2 separate regions of the Gossypium raimondii genome follow, and region 1 is linked to region 2. The links are chromatin contacts, called in public Hi-C maps. All regions are on one chromosome and are shown on one strand. The core of a region is the stretch at or near the end of the contact, and the rest is flanking DNA. Distances in the headings are between cores, read along the strand shown.

Region 1 (7,154 bases), core at 2,768-5,267, 150 kb before region 2:
TATTATTTTCTAAAATAGTTATATGAACAACCTAAATTAATTCTAAAATTATTTTCCATGCTTTTAACATGAAGGAATCATATTCTAAACAGATAACTTATCATGTCATTTGTTTGGCATTGGTGTACATATAAACTCCATGATCACAACAAATTCATGTAATTAATTAGGAATTTCTTTTAATATTAAAATTCCTTTCTCTTCATGCATCTAGCAAGTCATCACAAGAAATTGATGAATTTAAATTAAATTTTCTTTATTCAATTAACTTTGTATTTTATAAGTAAAAGATGAAGCAGATTGTTTTGTCCAATAAGTATTCAGAACTTCAAAAAACTTAATGAACTCATAAAATTTTAAACTTGTTTGTTTTGAATTTTGATTTTTTAGAAAATTTTAGAATTTTATGAATTTTGGTTACAAATATATAGTATTTTTTGGGAATTTTTGTATTTTTAATGGATTTCTTTTTATAGTTTTAAAAATTTTGAGTTATTTTTACACATGATTAGATGAAATTTTTAAGGAAAATATAAATAGAATAATGGGATATATAGAATGAAAGTAAAATGGTGAAATTGAGAAAACTAATATACATACTAAAATGATTAAAAATATTAAGCCAAAAAATAAGTGGAGAAACCTTCTTCATTATAACAACAATTCAAACATATGTAATTAGTGCTTAATATGAAACTAATTAAATTCTGTGTGATTGAAATGATGTCTCCTTGGATCGGACTTAACTAACTCAATGAAACATATAAACAGGGGTTAATTAATTATAATAAAATTTGCCAAAAAAATATGAAAGAGGCGTGACGAAATTTGCATCAACGTTCAGATTTTTATAATAGATAGAGATAGAAATGCGGCGCGTGATAAGTGAACTTTTGTGAGCAAATGAAACACGTCATGCCATGGTGTATCCGGACGTGGCGTCCTTATCCCTATTACTCCCCTTCCCCAACTTGCTTCTTTTCTTTCTATCAATTGTGAACATGTTAAGGGATTTGGGCAAATTATCAAAAAAACCTCTATTTTTTTTAAAATTTATCGAAATAGGCTCGATATTTTATTATTTATTAGAATAGGTCATTTTCCCCAAAATCACGTCCACGTCAGCGCGCTGTTAGGGGACGTGTTAGAACATCGCGTCCACGTCAGCGCGCTTTGCTTACGTGGACACAAATCGTGCCTACGAGGACGCGATTTGCTGACGTGGATGAACAATTTATGTTTTTTAGCTTGGAAAACTTTGAAAGGCCATAACTTTTGGCTCGGTTGTCCGATTGAGATGATTTTTTTTATTTGAATAACTTTTTGAGATCTACGCTACGACAAATAGCAAGGCGGTTTACAGCATTTTAAATCAAAAAGATCATTTTTCCCTAAATTTTGATTTTTCGGTTTAAAATTGAATTTTGAAACATTCAAATCATTATTTTCCTTATTTATTTGAAGTAAACACGAATTTTTTTACTGTAATTGTTGTATTATTTTTTCGATTTGACACGTGTATGGAATAGGTCCGATAAATTATTAGAACGTAAGTAATATAATTAAGATAATAACAGTAAGGAATATGGCAATTAATTAGTTTAGCTTAGTTGGTTAAGATGCTTGCTCTTTTCCCTTAGTATCTTGGTTCAAATCTTGTTGGTGACAATTTTGAATCTTTTTTGTACTTGTTGCTATTGATGTAATATTGAAGAGTTAATTGATTAAAAAATAAATACAAGTACAAAAGATTCAAAATTTATTTTTCAAAATACCAAAAACCCTATATTTTTAAAATTTATCGAAATGGGCCTGGTATTTTATTTTTTTGACCGTTGGAGTCTTTTCACGCTGGGGCGAAATCACGTCCACGTCGTTAGCGGGATGTTGACGTGGAAGGAAATCGCGTCCTTCGAGCGCGATTTCCTTCCACATCAAGATCTCGCTACCGACGTGGACGCGTTTCTTGACGCGTGCACTCGACATCGCTACGACGTGGGACGCGATTTCCCAGAAAAAAGGACTATTCCGGTAAATAATTAAAAAATGGGCCCATTTCGGTAATTTTTGAAAAAAAATACTTTTATTGGTAAATTGCCCAAGGGATTTTTACTAAAATATTATAAAAAATAAAAATATCAAAATATTATAAACTTTTTATTATTTACTAAAATAATACAAAAAACAAAACACAGAACAGTGGAAAATCGGATGCCACAGACGGCACCAAAGGTGTCTGTGGCAGAGGCGGCACAAGACTAAAATGTAATGATCTAAAGTTTCAAGGACCTGATATGCAAATTTATTATTTTGAATTTTGAAAGTGAATTGGTGCCGCCTGTGGGTGTGGCGGCACTAAAGTTGAAACGTAGCTAATTATCTTCTAAGCCCTCCTTATTTATTATTTTCTTTTTATTCCCCTTCAATTTACTTTTTTATTTAATAAACAAACCCTCAACCTATTTTTATAGTTAAATAAGCTCTTAATCTATGATTTTTACTCATAAAAGCCATTTATTTTATTATTAAAGTAAATATATTTTACCTAAAGTAAAGCTATTTAAAAAGTATAAACTAATTTGCATTTTATGTTTATGTGAATTTTATGAGAATAATTTATTAAATAAAAAATTTACTAAATTTGATGAGAATAGTTTATAATTATAATTTATTTTTCTATTTGGGTTACATTTATGGGTGATCAGTTTTATTTTTACTTTTGGTTTTCAATAAAGCATGCCCGGTATTTCTATTAATTTTTTAATTAAATCTAATATTAGTTAAGTAGTAATTAAGATACTTAGAATTCTAATTAAGTAATAACTCTACTTTATTTTAATAAAAGTAGCATCGTCAAAATTTTAACTAATAACAATAAATTATAATTATAATTATCACAATTTTTTTGTCTTTTTCCTATATTTTATGCTTAGAGTTCTATTTAAATAACAATTCTATTTTAAAATTAGCACAATATTTTTAATAATAATTGCAGTTTAAATTATAATTATTTTGAAATATATAATTCTCACAACGTCTATTAAATTATAATTATTTTAAATTTATAAAGAGTATTTATATATATATAATATTTTATTTAATTAAAAACTTGAATTCTTATTATTTTAAATTCATCCTATTATATTCAATGATTTTATAGATTTATAGTTTTATTAATTAATAATATATTATGTTTTTTTAAGTAGAGCCTTTATAATATATGACCAAATTAATTAATTTCACATTAATATATTGTTATTTTAATTAATCTTACTTTTTATTATTATATAATAATATTAATAAATTATTATTCTAATGTAGTTTAGTAATATAATTAACAATAAATGATATTTTTGTCGGTTCAAAAGTTTTTCAAGACTCGTGCTTTTATCTATATTATAGATAGATATTTTATGATTTTTATCGGAGATATGAAAGATTAAATCACAACTTTGTCATATTTCTTCATCTAATTGGTCATTAATTGATTTTAATGGTTAATGTAATGAAATGTTAAAATTATTAATGTCTAAGAGCTTAATTAATTTTTCAAGTTAATGATAAGGGCTCAACTGGGTTCAAATTAAGTCAAGGGTTTAGTTACTTTTTTGGTTTTTCTTAAGGGACTATTATAGCTATAAGCCTTTGATAAACATAAATTTTTTATTTAATAAACTATTCTCATCAAATTCACGTAAACATAAAATGCGAATTAGTTTATACTTTTTTAAATAGCTTTACTTTAGGTAAAATATATTTACTTTAATAATAAAATAAAGGGCTTTTATGAGTAAAAATCATAGATTAAGAGCTTATTTAACTACAAAAATAGGTTGAGGGCTTGTTTATTAAATAAAAAAGTGAGTTGAAGGGGAATAAAAAGAAAAGAATAAATAAGGAGGGCTTAGAAGGTAATTAGCCACATTTCAACTTTAGTGCCGCCACACCCATAAGCGGCACCAATTCACTTTCAAAATTTAAAATGGTAAATTTACATATCAGGTCCTTGAAACTTTAGATCATTACATTTTAGTCCTGTGCCGCCTCTGGCAAAGGCACCTTTGGTGCCGCCTCTGCCACAGGAACCTTTGGTGCGCCTGTGGCATCCGATTTTCCACTGTTCTGTTTTTTTTTGTATTATTTTGGTAAATAATAAAAATTTTATAATATTTTATATATAAATTTAATTTAAATTATTTTTCAGAAACAAATAATATTATTGTTGATATAATATTATTTTACTATACATATTACATAAATAATTATAAATTGATGTATTTAGTTTTAAATACATACGATTGAATCAAAATTAAATTTTTTATATGTATTTAAATTAAAGTTAAATTTTAATGGATATAATTGTGCATAATCAAAAATTATATATCAAATTACATATTAAATCAAATTTTGTATGATTTTAATATTTATCCACTAATTTTATTTGAAGAAATGGTTATAATTCCTAATCATAAACAATACATCTATATAAATATAATTAGTATTAATCAATGTAATAAATAAATAAAATTATAATTACAACTGATACATTCATATAACTAAAATAAAAATTAAATTATATATAAATAAATTAATAATTGAAATATATTTGAATAAGACTCACATTTGATAAGAGTTAAAATAGAATGACTTAATATAATAAATGATTCCTAAACTTGACAACTATTATATAATTATAGTAAAAATAACCCGACCCAACGTCCAACCCGATTAATCCTCTATATAATAAAATTCTAAAAACCCTCTTTTAAGGGGGATAGTACTATAAACATCCATTTTTATTATCTTCTTCCTCTTAGCTCCTTGCCCAGAACACTCTTCCCCTCTTTTACGACTGTTGATACCTTATATCAATAATGGTGCGGTGAGCATGGATCAAACTCGCCAAAAGAGTTCACCGTTCTCTGTAATGCTGAAATTCTTGTCATCATTTTCTCCAATATTAGAAAACTCTTTGGGTCTTCCAGCTCGGGTTCAAAAGTAATAGTTGAGAAGCAGTAGTACTCAATGGCGACAATGGATATTGAGAGGAAGCAAGTGGCATCGGTAGAAAAGACATGCACCGCCAAGAGCAGTCCTTTTCTAAGTAGCCACCCCCATTTTTCCAAATTACATAAACATATTGATTTTTATCTCTGCGTTTGATCTAAATAAGTTGTTTCTTTTTATGCTATTTAATTCAGAGTTTGAATATATGGCAAATTTGTTTTATTTTTGTTTTGGATAAATTTAAAATTGTTAGTCATTTTGGAAATTCAGAAGGTTTATGTATTGCTAGTTAACTTGAAATTTTAGTTTGTTTCACTAGTTCTAAGGCGTGTTGCATGATCAATAACGGATTTGGTATATAAAAATTGCAATATTTGGCATCCATGTTTATCTGTTGATGAATTTTGTGATATTGTATCCTGCTGCTTTTCAAGAATTATTTCATACAAGTATATGAAACTGGATTGATATGAGCTTTCTTTGAATAAAGTATCCTGTTGATGAAAAAGTTGTTTCTTTCAGCTGTTCCTTTGCTGAAATATTATTACATTCTTATGCTTAGGTTTCTGGGTTTACCTTGATATACGATTAGTTGATTTTGTTTTAGTTATACTTCTTTTTCTTTGTTAAATATCATCCTATAAGATCCATAGTTCATTTTATTATTTAAAAAAAAAACTTGATTATTAGTGACTCAACCAAAGGTCCCTCAGCTCATTGCAGTTAGATGCAGTCAAGCAAAATACTCAAAATTTGACTTACTAATAGCATGTTATTAGCTGAAGATATATTTGTCTTAACAGCTAATAGGAAACATAAAAATATTTTAGAGACATTCACCTTTATGTTGAGTGTTGTTGTGTGTGTTTTGGAGCCCATTTCATCCCAAGATTTACTCATTGCAGCATGTTTTCTTATAACATCATTTTTTGTGGGCAAAAAATGGATGAGAAGGTTGTTGTATAATTCTTATTTATGGATGGTACCGTAGATTTTTAGTTTATCAAGGAACAAATTAGGCATTGTTGGAAAATAATGGATATTTTGGAACTTTGAGGTATATTATTTTATTGATAAAATTAAAGATTTGAATAATAAATTATGAACTTATATTCTATATAATATGCTTAAAATTGTTAAGTGATGAATGATAAATTGATGCTCAAATTAAACAATAGTTCGTCTCTTGATGAACATTTGTATCTTTTGAACAATTGTATCTCTTGGTGAACAGATTTATTGCTTTTGGTTTAATATTGTATTTTTTCATTCATTGTGTCTGTTTACTCATATCTATTAACTTTTCAACAAAATTCTTCATGAATCGGTCTAAATCTCTTCATTCATTTCCCCTCCTTTATATAAAGCCAAGTTAGGAGACTTCCAAAACACATTATCAAAAACCATCAACATAAAAAATTCCTTCTAAATTCATTCTTCCTGGTGATAGAGAAATGCAAGATTGTGTTCAATTGATCACTGTTGTTGTGCTACTACTGTGATCATTTGTTGTTGTATCTTTGGAGACAGACGTCCAACGTTACTCAAAGCACCGAGGAGAGATCGAATCTATCTTAAGGAAACTGTTCATACATGCCTCAACAAAATTCTTCGTCTAATTTTCAACTCTATCTGATTTTAGGTATTGTGTTGTGTTACTACTACTGCATTGTATTGCATTATTATTGCTACTGACATATTAATACTACATACGATATTATATTTTCTTATAATCTTAAGATAGATGATTTGTTGTAGTTTTAATCTAAGGCGCACAGAATACCATCGTAACTTATTTAGGTTGGTTTATACTTTGGTTTTGGATTTTAATTTATTTATGGATTCTGGTTCTTCATTCTGAATACAGAAAATGTCTCATACGTCAAACAACTCATCTAATTCAAAGGTTGAGACGATTGTTGCTGCTTATGCTCAAGCTGCAAGCCAAATGTTTCCTGCGACTATAAGTCACTATGAAAATCCTGCAAAATTCACTGGAGAGAATTTTAAAACATGGCAACAAAAAATGTTGTTCTATTTGACCATGTTGAATATGGAAAATTTTCTGAAAGATGACCCTCCTATTTTTAAAGAGGATGAGGAAGATGCTATTATTGCCTTCAACATTACCGAAGCATGGAACAACT
Region 2 (7,173 bases), core at 1,597-4,096:
AATAGAAAACAATGCAATAATAATGATGTAATGTAACATAATAATAGTAATAATGGCATAATAATAGTAAAAAAAAGATAATGATATATAAAAAAAAAGAAAAAATGAGAAGAATGACTGAATTGAATTTTAAACAAAAATGGGGGGCTGACTTAAAATAAATTTAAAAAAAAGATCGACTTGAACGCGCGTGTAACAGTGGAGGACCAAAAGCGAAATTATCCTCTCCTTCCAAAGCGCTGCGCAACGGGGACTAAATTGAAACAAGCATAAAATATGCGGCCCAATTTTAAAATAAGTAGAAAGGACTTAATTGGAACGCATTTGCGAAAGGGAAGGCCTAAATGCGCAATTAAACCTTTAAAGCCAAACGCGCGGATCCTCCCCTTTGGGTCGGGTCACCTCGCGGGTCAAGACTTGGATAAAACGGCACCGTTTTGAGGTTTCAATAAAACCCAATTTTTCCTTTTAAAAATTTCATAACTTATTTTAAAACAAAAAAATGCTGCACCCCTTCCCCCTTTTTGTTCTCTACTAGGGTTTTATACCCAAGCCGCCGCGCCGCCGTTCCACCATGCGCCACAGCTCCGATCGCGATGGAGGTGGCGCCGATCGACGCTTCCGGCCAGAGAGGTAAGCTTCCCTTTTTCTTTTCTTTGTTACTTCTTTAAAAAAACAAAAACGCAAAAGAAAAGAAAAAAATAAATAAATAAAACTGCAAGAACCCGATTCACCTTAAGAAAAAAATCTTTGTATTTTCTATTTTTCTCTTGATTTCTCTCTTGTCTATTTCTCTGTCTTTTACACTCCAAAAATCCCCCTTTTATCCTTTTTACAATCGGTTTATATAACCAAATAAAACATCAAAATATCAAAAAATCAAAAGAATCCTTATTTTCTTGTTATTGTTGCGATGAATACTTGATTTGGATCCGCTTTTCTCGCAGTACGACGATCGTGGAGGCACGATTTGTGCGGAGAGGGTGAGTCATGCATGACTCTTGGCAAATGTTGCTATGGTTCTCTTTTTTGAGGGGTTAAGGCTAGGGTTTAATTTGGGCTTTGTAAAAATTGGGCTGTGTCCCATTATTTATTCCACACGGGCCTGAGCCAATTTGGGCCTACTACAGGGATAATATTTTGTGAACATTTCGAGTAGACCTCCACCTACCGTAAATTTCGGATGACCAAAATTTGATTCGATTGAGAAAAATTGAAAAAAAAATACGAACTTCGAGTTAATCGAATCAAGTAATTCGAGTTTTGATTTCGAATCGAGTTAAATTTTACAATTTGAATAATCCGAATAACAGATTAGTATAAATACCCTTTCGGTACTCGTCAATTTTGAAAATTACCAAATTAGTCTCAAAATAATGTCAAAAAATTCAAAATAATATTATTTTTAAAACTCAAATGCTTATAACAATTCTAAAATTTATATTTTCCACTAAATATAAATATTATAAAAAATTTCTAAAGAATATATAAAAATGTTAAAAAGTAAAAAAAACCCTAAAATAATATTTTTGGGACCTAAACTCTAAACTCCAAAAATCCTTACAAACCTTAAACAAAAACCCTTAAAAATCCCTAAACCTTAACCCTAAAAAACTTAAAAAAAACCCTAAATGAACCGTGAAGAGAAAAAGGAAACACGTCCAGCTGGATATGCTTTGCTGCCCGAGCAGAAAAGCGCATTTAGCTGGAGGCGTTTTCCTGTCAAATTCGTTGAAAATGCGTTCAGCTAGGCGCATTTTTCTTCTCTCTCTCCAGAATCGGCTTAATCCAATAAATTTCAAAAAAGTCGGCCTAATCTAATCATATTTCTAAAATTCAGTATTTTTAGGTAATTCACCCCTTTTTATCTCCCTATCCTATCTTTATCTTTTTCTTCTCTCTTTCAAGATAAGTCTTTCTTTTTTCTTTTTCTTTTTTAACTTCCTAGCTACGTCTTTAATTTTCATAACTCAACATTTTTATAACTCAAAAATGCCTTCAATCAAACCCAAAATGACGAAAGAAACCAAAGTAGTTTCCTATAACCAAACATCTTTATAACTCAAAAATGGCTCGTCTTCCATGGAAAACCCATCTACGAAAGTCAAAAAGGGTAAGGGAGCCTCGTACTAGGCCCATTTCAAACCGGTCCTTGTTCGGAATCTAGAGAGCAGCCCATTCTTTTAAACTGATGTCTTCATCGCCTCAAATCTTCCATATTCATTGCTGAGCACTTAAAAGCACAACTATTGCCCCAATTTCAGCTCCATTTTATGACTCTATTCTTGGCTATGTAGAGCTTTTACTTTGATTTTGAAATAAAGACTTGAAAGATTTTTAGTGTTTTTAAGTTTAGGATTTAGGAAATTTCATCTAGAATTGGGACTTGAGTTTCAAATTGTGTATAAAGTTTCACAAATAAGATTTTAGGATTTTAAGGTTAAAATTTGAAGGAGTTATCGTATTAATACAAATTTTTACATAATCTATACAAACTTAATTTGAGTGGATTCTTATAAATTATTTTACATTCTGGTTTTGTGCAGATAAATTATATTTTTAGTTTGAGAATATTTTTTCTATTAAGTAAAAGAATTGAGAGCATGAGAGTCAAAGTGGGGTTGTTATTTTTTTTTATTTTGAACAATTTTAACTTAAAAGAATAAAAGGTAAAAACCCAATCCAAGCGTTGGGTTGGTTCATTTAAGAAATATAATCAACCATCATGTTTTTGGTAAAGGATTGGATGGTTCTGTCAAATATACCATGTATTGAAGCAAACCTGAGTCAGATACCACTTGCATTCACTTCCGTGATTCCACCAAATAGCCATCTAATAACTGTTACTTTGTCCTAGAAGAAAATCCAAGGTAAGTTGTGAAGTCAGTTCCAAGTGGTCCATCCATCAAAGCAAAAATATCCCAACTCTCAACCCATAGCTATCCAAAATGAAGGGTTTCGGGACCTATTGTTTGTAATTCAAGACATGAGCCATGGCTCACTATGGTGCAAAGGTAGTGGTGCCTATAGACCTGAAGAAAAAGCCATGGGAACAAAAACATCCCCTCCACAACCGGTGGCACCCCGACATACCAGTTGTTGCAGAGGTTAAAGATGGAGAGGTTTTCAGAGTTGAAATGGTGGATTTCAGTGGAGGTGGAATAACAAGTGACTACTCTGCCGAAGATGTCAAGCATGCTGATCAATCTATTGTGAGTTTCTAACACTTTCCTTTCTTTCAACTTCTACTGCAACCTAAAGCTGTTCCTATAATTTTTCTTAATCATTTTTCAAGTAAACAATAACTTCCAGTGTTTCTTATTGGCAATTTTAATCAAACCCTGTTGTCTAGTTAGTGAACCTTGGTATTTCAGTCTAGTAAAACCAAAATGGGACCATTGGAAAAATGGTCGAACCCATTTGTCAGCAAGTAGAGTATTGGTCAAGACTCAAGAGTCAATACTTGCTTCAATGGGTGACATTTGGCAAGACTGAAACAAATATCTCAACAATCTCCCTGTTTTTCCCAAAGCTTAATCCATGGCTCCTCCAACTCCAAGACTAGTGGTGTCAGTAGATTTGAAGAAGAAGCCATGGGAACAAGCTCTACCTCTTCACAATCGTTGGCACCCTGAAATCCCTCCGGTTGCCCATGTTAAGGTCAGTGAGGTCTTTAGAGTAGAAATGGTTGACTGGACTGGAAGTGTCATAAAAGATGATGATTCTGCAGCTGATGTAAAATTTATAGACATCTCCACTGTAAGTAAACAAACTCCATTATCTGAGTCAGGGAAAAAAGAAATAAGCTAAATATAACATCTTATGTCAGATAATAATCTTTGAATTGAACTTACTGGTTATGATAAAAAAAAATATTATGCAAATGATACAGGTTCATTATCTGAGTGGGCCTATAAGAGTTGTAGACAAGAAGGAGACACCTGCCATGCCAGGTGATCTTCTTGCAGTGGAAATATGTAACCTGGGTCCTTTACCGGGTGATGAATGGGGTTATACAGCAACTTTTGACAGAGAAAATGGAGGAGGGTTTTTGACGGACCATTTTCCATGTGCAACAAAAGCTATTTGGTATTTTGAAGGAATCTATGCCTACTCTCCTCATATACCGGGTGCAATTTCCATTAATTCCCACTAGTTATAAGCTGTCAAAATGCTTCCCTTCGTTTATATTGTCATTTAAAAAGGTTCATATGAGTTGCAGGGGTGAGATTTCCTGGGTTGACTCATCCGGGAATAATTGGAACGGCACCATCAATGGAACTTCTGAATATATGGAATGAAAGAGAAAGAGAAGTAGAAGAAAATGGCCACAAGTCCCTAAAACTATGTGAAGTTTTGCATTCACGACCATTGGCAAACCTTCCTTCAACCAAAGGCTGCCATTTGGGGAAGGTATAGTTTACATCAGTTTGCTTGATCAGTAGCTTAATGTCTGCTGCCTTCGTGTTTGAGATTCAACTGCAATTAGTAGGCCATGATATGCTACTTAGATGCAATTTTCAACCAGAGAGTGATAATACCATAATGTACTGTAATGATGACAATGTGTAGATAAAAAAGGGGACTGCCGAATGGGAAAAGATTGCTAAGGAGGCTGCGAGGACTATTCCAGGAAGAGAAAATGGTGGAAATTGTGACATAAAAAACCTTAGTAGAGGTTCTAAAATATATCTTCCCGTGTTTGTTGAAGGAGCTAACCTTAGCACCGGTGACATGCATTTCTCTCAAGGTGATGGTGAAGTCTCATTCTGTGGAGCAATTGAGATGAGTGGTTTTCTTGAGCTTAAGTGAGTTTCAATTTTCATCGCACCGGAAATTTAGTAATTCTCAGAGTTGTTGCATATATTTAATTGCTTTCATAACTGGTACCTGGTTTAATAGGTGTGAAATTATAAGAGGTGGAATGAAAGAGTACCTTACTCCAATGGGGCCAACCCCTCTTCATGTAAATCCGATCTTTGAGATCGGACCAGTGGAACCGAGATTCTCGGAATGGTTGGTTTTTGAGGGAATAAGCGTGGATGAGAGTGGAAGGCAACATTTCCTTGATGCAAGTGTTGCATATAAACGCGCAGTGCTCAATGCTATTGACTACCTCTCCAAGTTCGGGTACTCGAAAGAACAGGTATGTATGTTCCCTCAATATTGAATAATAAAGAAATATATCACCTATGGTTAAACCATTACTGATCCGAACGGAACAACGGTGCTCTCATCAGGTTTACCTTCTTCTATCCTGCTGCCCTTGTGAAGGAAGGATCTCCGGAATTGTAGATGCACCAAATGCTGTTGCAACTCTTGCAATTCCAACTGCTATCTTCGACCAGGTATCCTTCTCCGAGAAGATTAACTCATAGTATCATCATTCCATTCTTTTCTAGGCTCCGAAATCTCCACTTGCATGACATAAAGTTTAAAATGATGGTCGTGTATCATGTGCAGGACATTCGTCCAAAAGCCGGAAAGGTGCCGATAGGGCCTCGGCTAGTGAGAAAACCAGATGTTTTAAGATGCAGTTATGATGGAAATCTTCCCACAACGAAGAACCCAGCTGCCTCAATGTAACTTAAGTCTACGGAACTAAGACCAAGAAACTGCAATATTGGGTTTTCATTTCTATGCCTTGTGGAACTTTTATACACATGGAAACAACTATGGATGAACGACATTAATGTAAATAATAAACTCCAGCTTCTGGACAAGATCGTATCCTCGATAGGATGTTATATGTTTTAAGAACTTATGTAAGAACAGCTATAAAAGAGCCTTCAATCTATGCGCATATACATACACATTGAAATGCTAGTTATGTCTTGGTGAAGAGATGAATTTCTAAGGAACTATTTGATTTAGAAAACTAAGATCATTGAAACCAGTTAAACATGGAAGGATGCCATTGAATAACAAGACGCTCATCCTCAGAAGTTATGTTCCATACAACGATATACTCGGTTATATATTGACAGTGTTGAATGATGTTGGAGGATGCGCATTTGACATAAACACTGTCGAAACATTGTCATCGTAGTCCGATTCTTCGGTTTCATACAATCCAAGTGACATGTTTTATGGAGTGGGTGACAACTTTTTGATGGAAAGAATTTAGAATCAGAAAAACAAATAAAGATAAGAATAACCAAATAATATAAGTTAAGAAAACTACAACTCATTAATGGCAATGATGGAAATCAATACACGGAAATACATCTAAGTATTACATAAATCATGTGAGGAAATATTAAAACATCTTTTCCCAAGGCTGTTATAAGAAGGGGTATTAATTATTTATTTACAAAAAATATATTTTGTTTGTCTATTTCCCTATGGTCGGGTGTTAATCTCAGGCAAAAGGGGTTTTGAGGTTTGGTTTGGTTGGTTGAAAGGCTAGGCAGAGGCTGAGAGGTAAACCCTAGTTGTTGACAAAAAAAAGTAGAACCAGTGTCCAGTGTTGCAGACAATGGTTTGGTTGGTTAGGGTTATTAATGTTGAAGCTTAGTTTGTGCATTGGCCCATATAGACTTGGTATCATCCTTAATGGTGGAGACAAATCTTTGTAGGTCAAAAAATAAAAAATAAAAAAATGCAGACAACAAACAAAGAAAAACAAGATCCTATTCCCACCTACATACATGAATATAGCCTCCTTTTGCGTGCTCTTTTAAGCTCAAAGTTCGACAATATATATTAAAAAGAACACCATGGCATTGTTCAAATGACTATGAAGGCACAAGCTGAGTGCCATACATAATATTGAGGCAACTCAAATACATGAGAGTTTTACTAGCGTGAATCAAGGGAATAGGGATCCCAAGTTCACATACTCGAAAATGAATGGAACGGATTGTTGAATTACAGTCTCAATGGGGTATGCTCATATATATCTACTAGAATTTGTCAATGGATGGAAAAAAATAAATATTTTATGCATAAAAGGTCATTTGAAAATTAATTATATTTTTGGCAACTTAATTTTTTAAGCATGTTTGATAACTTATAATGAAAACTACATTAGTAGATAGAAATTTTTCTACAAAAATATAACACCCCATACCTAACTCGATCGTCGAGTCCGAGTTACGAAATGTCACATTCTTTGTCAGTGCAACTACAATCAATTATGTTTCAAATTTACAATTAGTACATATTATTAAT

Evidence for each region. Hi-C and Micro-C count contacts between places; a contact is called where the count stands out from the background.
Region 1: a Hi-C map of leaf shows a contact between it and region 2, with 1.8 times the contacts expected there. The contact joins the enhancer-like site here to the promoter of LOC105804013 in region 2. A contact is called at or near these places in 2 of 2 Hi-C or Micro-C datasets (both in leaf).

The regions. Positions count from the first base shown.
Region 1 is chr11:37,582,719-37,589,872 of ASM2569854v1, reverse strand. No RefSeq gene overlaps it. Among protein-coding and RNA genes, the nearest start is that of LOC105804011, 12 kb to the left of the region's middle. Within about 2 kb of position 4,017, the one cell type or tissue checked has open chromatin away from gene starts, as enhancers often do. A contact at or near this core is called in leaf, where this site is marked.
Region 2 is chr11:37,426,679-37,433,851 of ASM2569854v1, reverse strand. LOC105804013 reads left to right here and starts at 2,846. Exons shown (of 7, transcript XM_012636488.2): 1 at 2,846-3,212; 2 at 3,893-4,130; 3 at 4,223-4,413; 4 at 4,573-4,808; 5 at 4,903-5,146; 6 at 5,241-5,348; 7 at 5,464-5,826. The coding sequence starts at 2,994. The coding sequence ends at 5,586.